2 separate regions of the Pan troglodytes genome follow, and region 1 is linked to region 2. The links are chromatin contacts, called in public Hi-C maps. All regions are on one chromosome and are shown on one strand. Each heading gives the region's core, a stretch centred on a gene start, on an enhancer-like site or on the middle of the called end of the contact. The rest is flanking DNA. Distances are from core to core; before and after follow the strand shown.

What was found. Hi-C and Micro-C count contacts between places; a contact is called where the count stands out from the background.
Region 1: a Hi-C map of stem cell-derived neural progenitor cells shows a contact between it and region 2, with 9 times the contacts expected there. The contact joins the promoter of IRX1 here to the promoter of IRX2 in region 2. A contact is called at or near these places in 4 of 7 Hi-C or Micro-C datasets (induced pluripotent stem cells, a lymphoblastoid cell line and stem cell-derived neural progenitor cells), 1 of 1 datasets of contacts at active chromatin or transcription factors (stem cell-derived excitatory neurons) and 1 of 1 other capture datasets (stem cell-derived neural stem cells).

The regions. Positions count from the first base shown.
Region 1 is chr4:4,257,672-4,260,529 of NHGRI_mPanTro3-v2.0_pri, forward strand. IRX1 (iroquois homeobox 1) reads left to right here and starts at 1,262. Exons shown (of 4, transcript XM_016952920.4): 1 at 1,262-1,811. The coding sequence starts at 1,536.
Region 2 is chr4:3,426,148-3,428,847 of NHGRI_mPanTro3-v2.0_pri, forward strand. IRX2 (iroquois homeobox 2) reads right to left here and starts at 1,304. Exons shown (of 5, transcript XM_009448773.5): 1 at 676-1,304. The coding sequence starts at 924. It overlaps IRX2-DT (IRX2 divergent transcript), which reads left to right and starts at 1,367. Exons shown (of 3, transcript XM_009448769.5): 1 at 1,367-1,975; 2 at 2,133-2,265. The coding sequence starts at 1,776.

The sequences.
Region 1 (2,858 bases), core at 12-2,511, 830 kb after region 2:
GGGGTGAACTCCCGGCCCCGGCTCTGCGTAGGAGGTGGTTCGCATAGTGGCCCCGGGAGCCGGGACTGGTACCCGGTTCCCCACGGCACCGTCCGGAGCTCTCCAGCCACGAGGCGCGGAAGTGGCCTGCCAGCTCCTTCCCAGGCTCAGGGAGGCGAGGAGGCCCGTGCACTTGGCATCTTCTCCCGGGAGCCGCACGGCCAGGGCCGCGGCGACACGGAGACCATCTCAAGTGCGCCGCGCCTGGCCGCGTCCTGTAGCCGGACGAGGCTGAGGATGGAGAGGGGAGACGCAGGGAGAAGAGGGACGCGGGACTTGGACCCAAGAGGCCGCTCCGTTGCCGGTCTGGCGGCTGCGCCGACTCGGGTTCGCGCGTTCCACACAAGTTTCCTGTCTGCCTCTGCACACCTGGTGGACAAACCGGGCGTCCAGGCCACACCGTCTTCCCCCTTCGCGGGGGCGCGGGGGATGTTTCCCTCCGGCTGCCAGGGGGCTTTCTGGGTGAAGAGAAAGCCCCTCCCCCCGCGTCTCCCCCACCCCTCCCTCCGAGAACCCGCGGCGCCGACTGCGCCTGCTTCCCCCGAGCTGGCGACTTCTCCGCGGGATTTGCCCTCGCTCAAAGTTTGCACAATTGAAAGAGCCCGCAGAGCTCGGCCGCTCCCCGCTTCCCCAAGGGCGGCGAGGCCGGTCATTGGCAGACGATCGGTTACTACCCAGTAGGGGCCCACGGGAACCCGCATCTGGAGTCGGGGGTGTCACGCCACGCGGGTTCAGTGGCTCGCGGAGAGCGTCCGGGTGCACTTCTGCCAAAGATGTCCCCTGGAGGCCCCGGCCGCGCGGGACTCGGGGGAGAAGCCGCTCCCCCCTCGCTGTCACCAGCGTCCAGGCCGCCGGCCCCTTCCCCGCTGCCCAAACAGTAGAAAAGCAGGCGCCAAGTTGTTTTTGTTAAAAAGGGGACACACCTCGGCCGCGAAACTGCAAACCCGGTGTCAGACAGCTGTAAACCCGTGTCGACAGGTTGTCAGACAGCTGCGGGGGCTGGTCGGGAAGGAGCCCACGGCCTCCGGGCCCACACCCCGCCGCCCCGACGCGCGCGCCCACCGCGAGAGTAGCTGGCCGGGCCGGCACGGGGCACCACGTGCTCGCGGGAGGGGCGGGAGCGGCCGGCGAGGGCGGGCGGGAGGCAGGGACGGGGCGGGAGGGGAGCCAGGGGCGGGGCCTGCGCTCAAGGGGATGCCAATCAAAGCATCAACTTCAAATTGTGTCTGAAAGCCCCGCCGCCGAGCGGAGGGCGGCCGCCGCAGTCGGCGCGCGATTGCGGATCCGGGCGCAGCCGGGAGCCGGGCGCCTGCGAGCACCGGGCAGAGGAGCCGCGACCGGCCTCCATCTCCCGGCCCGCCCGAGCGCGCCCGGCCGGCCGCCCGCTCCTCCCTAGACCCCTCGCGGCGCCCCCTGCAACCCCCTCCGGCCGGCCTCCGCCTCCCTCCCCGAGCCTTTAATACTCGCCCGCTGCGGCGGTCGCCGAGTCCGCGGACATGTCCTTCCCGCAGCTGGGATACCCGCAGTACCTGAGCGCCGCGGGGCCGGGCGCCTACGGCGGCGAGCGCCCGGGGGTGCTGGCCGCGGCCGCTGCGGCGGCTGCCGCCGCCTCGTCGGGCCGACCGGGGGCCGCGGAGCTGGGCGGCGGGGCAGGCGCGGCTGCAGTCACCTCGGTGCTGGGCATGTACGCGGCGGCGGGGCCGTACGCGGGCGCGCCCAACTACAGCGCCTTCCTGCCCTACGCCGCGGATCTCAGCCTCTTCTCGCAGATGGTGAGTGCGCCCGGCCTCCCCCGCTTCTCCTCTGTCTCACCCGCGCCAGGGCAAGGGTGGCCGGTCGCCCGGGAGGGAGAGACTACGGGTGGACCTGGTCCGGAAGAGGAACTAGAAAGGTCCGGGGGCAGGTTCCCGGTGGCCCAGGCCGCGGCCCCCGGGGACGCAAGAGGGCTGGAAGGCCGGGCGGGTGACGGCTGGGCCATCTCGGCCTGGGAAAGCGGAAGGCCCGGGCCAGGGAGCGGGTAGCGAGAGAATTCAGAGAGGCCGCAGAAGCAGGCCCGGGGAGCGGTGCCTGCGCTGGAGGTCGGGGGCAAACTCGCCTGGCTCGGCCAGGGCGCCCGGGCAGGCCCACGGGGTTCCTGCAGGTCGGCCCGGCGTAGCGTAGCAGGACTTCCCTTCCTGGCCGCGGGTTCCACTCGCGCGGCCTCTTTAGTTTTCGAACCGAGTCTGGAAAACTTGGTTTTCTCCCTCTTTAGCAGCTCCGAGATAGTTGTATCCGAGTTTGCCAGACAGACCCCTTTTAAGCCTAGTAGAGTCAATCAAAATAATCTTAACAATAGAGGTCCAAAGGGATGGAGAGGTCTCTCCACGGCGTGAGTGCGAATTTGAGATTAAACAAAAATTAAGTTGCAGTAATGTGTTGGTGTCTGAAACGGTGTTTGATTTTACTTTTGTAAGTTGCCAAAGTTTTCATTTCATTTGCACGGAAAGAAAAGCACTTTTCTTCCTTCGTTACATAATGGAGGATTAAAGAAAACAGTGTCCCTTGGTTTAAAACAAATGGTGTCCTCTTAGTCTTCCGTCCCAGTGGGCGTTAGATGTGGGGGCAGGCGGCTGCACACTGAATTCTCCGCGGGGGCATTGGCCTGTCTGCCGGTCCAAATCATCCATTTTCCTTGGTCTGACTGCAAGGTCGGTGCTTAAACTTCGGACGGCTGGTGAATTGTGCGGCGGGCGCGGGGCCCTGGGAGGCAGCCCCCTCCTGGGTCGCTGCCCGCGGGATAAAGCAATTTCCAAGCACCCGCGATATCTCCCCGCTCCCCG
Region 2 (2,700 bases), core at 54-2,553:
AGACTCGCGAGCCGCCCCCAGGTCGCCGGAGCAGGAGCTGCGCTCGGGCCACGGAGGACTCAGGCGGCCCTTAGCGGGTCACACGCCCGCAAGCACGATATTTGAAAGCGTGGTCCGCTGGACAGAGTAAGGCCGAAACCTGGGCGCCTCGGGCCGGACTCCGGAGCCGCAGCTGAATGCTCGGCTCCTGGGCCTCACTCGGTGACCCCCACCGCCCTGAGCCCCGCGAGTGAATGCGAACCGCCCGGCCGTCGGCCCAGAGGCCGCAGTGACGCGGACCCTCGCGCCCCACGCCAATGCAGGCGAGCACACAGCCCGCTCCCAACGCCTCCCCAGGCTGCGGTGCGGGAACCAGGGACAAACGGCGCCAGACCCCGGCCCCGGCGGAGACGCACTTCCCAGGCTCTCAGAGAAAATCAGCCGGCGAGCCGAGGGGACGCGCGGGGGGCGCGCGGGTCCCGGCCGGGCTCAGGGACGTCCCCGCCGGCCGCGCTGCCCTCCCCACCCGGGGCCCGGCTCAGCCTGCGGGGCGGCCAACCGAGCCGGCGACTCCTGAGTCGCCAGCCGCGCCACATTCCCGGCGGCCCCCGCCCGCCGAACCCGAGCCCCGCTCCGCCTGCGCCCCGTCTGGGTCCCGGCGCCCAGGAGTCCCGCGTCCCGCCCGCGCCCGGTTACCATGTAGGACGGGAAGCCGGCGGCGGCGGCGGCGGCGTCGGCCGAGTACTGCAGCGGGCTCCCGAAGCCGGTGGCCGCCTGCGCCGTGAAGGCCGCCGAGCCCGGGTAGGGGCTGAACGCCGAGCCCGACGCCGAGCGCGCCAGCTCCTCGCTGCGCGGAGCCGCCAAAGCCGACGCGCCGTAGGCCGGGCACGAGTAGAGCGCCAGCGAGCCGGGCGCCTGGTACAGGTAGCCCTGCGGGTAGGACATGGTGGGCGCGGGGCGCGGGGCCCGCGTCACGCCGAGCAGCGGGCAGGGCGCGCGGCGCCCTCCATCCACGCCCGGCCGGGGCGCGGCGCGGCGGCGGGCACCCGGACGGCGGGCGGAGGCAGGCCGGCCCGGGTACTAGCCTGGGCGGCCCGCGGGCCGGGGCGGCGGCGGGGTGGCGGTGGCGGCGGCAGCAGCGCGGAGCCGGTGGGCGCAGCCGCGCGCCAGGCCGGCGGTCGGGGTTTGGGGGAGTCTGGAGTCGGGAGTGAGGAGTTGAGGAAGGAGCGCTCGAGTTTCCGAGGGACATTGGAACGCGCAGCTGTCCATCACGCGCTCATCTGCATATTCGGGGGCCCGCCCCTCCCCTGCTCCGCCCGCTGCAGCCTCCTGGCCGCGGCCGGGGGAGGGGCAGAGAGACGGGAGGGAGGCGGGGGAGGGCGGAGGCGACGGAGGCGGGCGGCGGGAGGGACCGGCAGGCTTTTGTGGCGCAGCCGCCTCTCTAGCAGCTCCGGCCCCAGCCCGCGGCTCGCGGACCTGCAGCCCAGCCCGGCCGCGCTGCGTGCCCCGGCGCGCACCCCTCCCACTCCCATCCACTCGGAGCCACGTCCCCTGCCCGGCTCCGGCCGGCTCCCACCGTCCCCGGCCACCGTCTTCGCCCCTGCCCGGCCCCCGCCCCTTCCAGCCACTACCCCGCCCCCACCCCCTTCTCCACCCGCACGGACTAGGCAGAGGCCTCCCGCGGTCAGGCCAGGCCGGGTCCAATTAGGGGACTCACAGCCTGCCCCGCTGTGCACCCCGAGGAGGCCCGGCCCCTGTGTCCAATCCGGAAGTCGCAGGGAAGTGGGGAGGTCAGGATGGTGGCGCCCGCGGCTTGGGTCTTCCTCCGGGCAGTGCGCGCGGCTCTCACTTCCACGGTCCCGGACCTGCTCTGCCTCCTGGCCCGAGGCTCCCCTCGTGGCCTCGCGTCTGGTCGCCTACCCCTCGCGGTCCACTCCGCCCAGCATGGACCTGGATCCGGGGCGCCTTGGTTGCGAAGTGCCAGGAGGGCCCTGAGGTGAGCTTTCTGCCCCCAAATCCGCAGCGCAACCCCCGGGGCCCTGAACGTTAAGACTTTCCACTGTTGGGAATGCCGCCAGGGCTGCAGCTAAGAAGACGCCGTCCCCTAAAGAGTTTTATTTTATTTTGTTTTTCTAAGTTGACTCCTCTTTCAGATTTGTGTTGTCAAAACACTGGGGGGATGATTGTTACCTGACAAACCGCCTCTGGCAGGACCTGAAGCCTCCCAGTCACGTCGAGAACGGGCAGGAGCTCAGGTTGGCGCCGCCGGTGCAGTGGGCATTACAGGTAGCTCAGGTGACGCGCGGCTGGAGTAGGGGGGCGGTTGCCTTGCGGGGCTCAGAAGCGAGGCGGTTGGCGAGAGTTCCTAGGACCCCAGCTTCCTAGAACCCTGTCCCCATCACGCTTCTCCATCCCTTTTCCACTCGGGGATGGCCGAAGAGGGCGTCTGGCTGCCCACTCTGAAGGGTCACCTATGGGGGGCGCTCAGGGGGATGGAAGAGTGTCAGGTCTGTGCTGGCCTATTGGGAGCACCAACCCAGCAGGTGCCTCTATCCTCGGAAGCCGTCTCGGGTGGGTGCGGTGGAGAAGAGAGAGCGCAGTGGCCTGGGGCGGGCCTCAGCTCAGGCCTGCAGCCGACTCCTGCACCCCTGCTGGCCCTGCAGCCTGCGGAGCGGCCTTAGTGATCTCAGGACGCAGGGCATGTTGCGGCCTCCCTGTGGT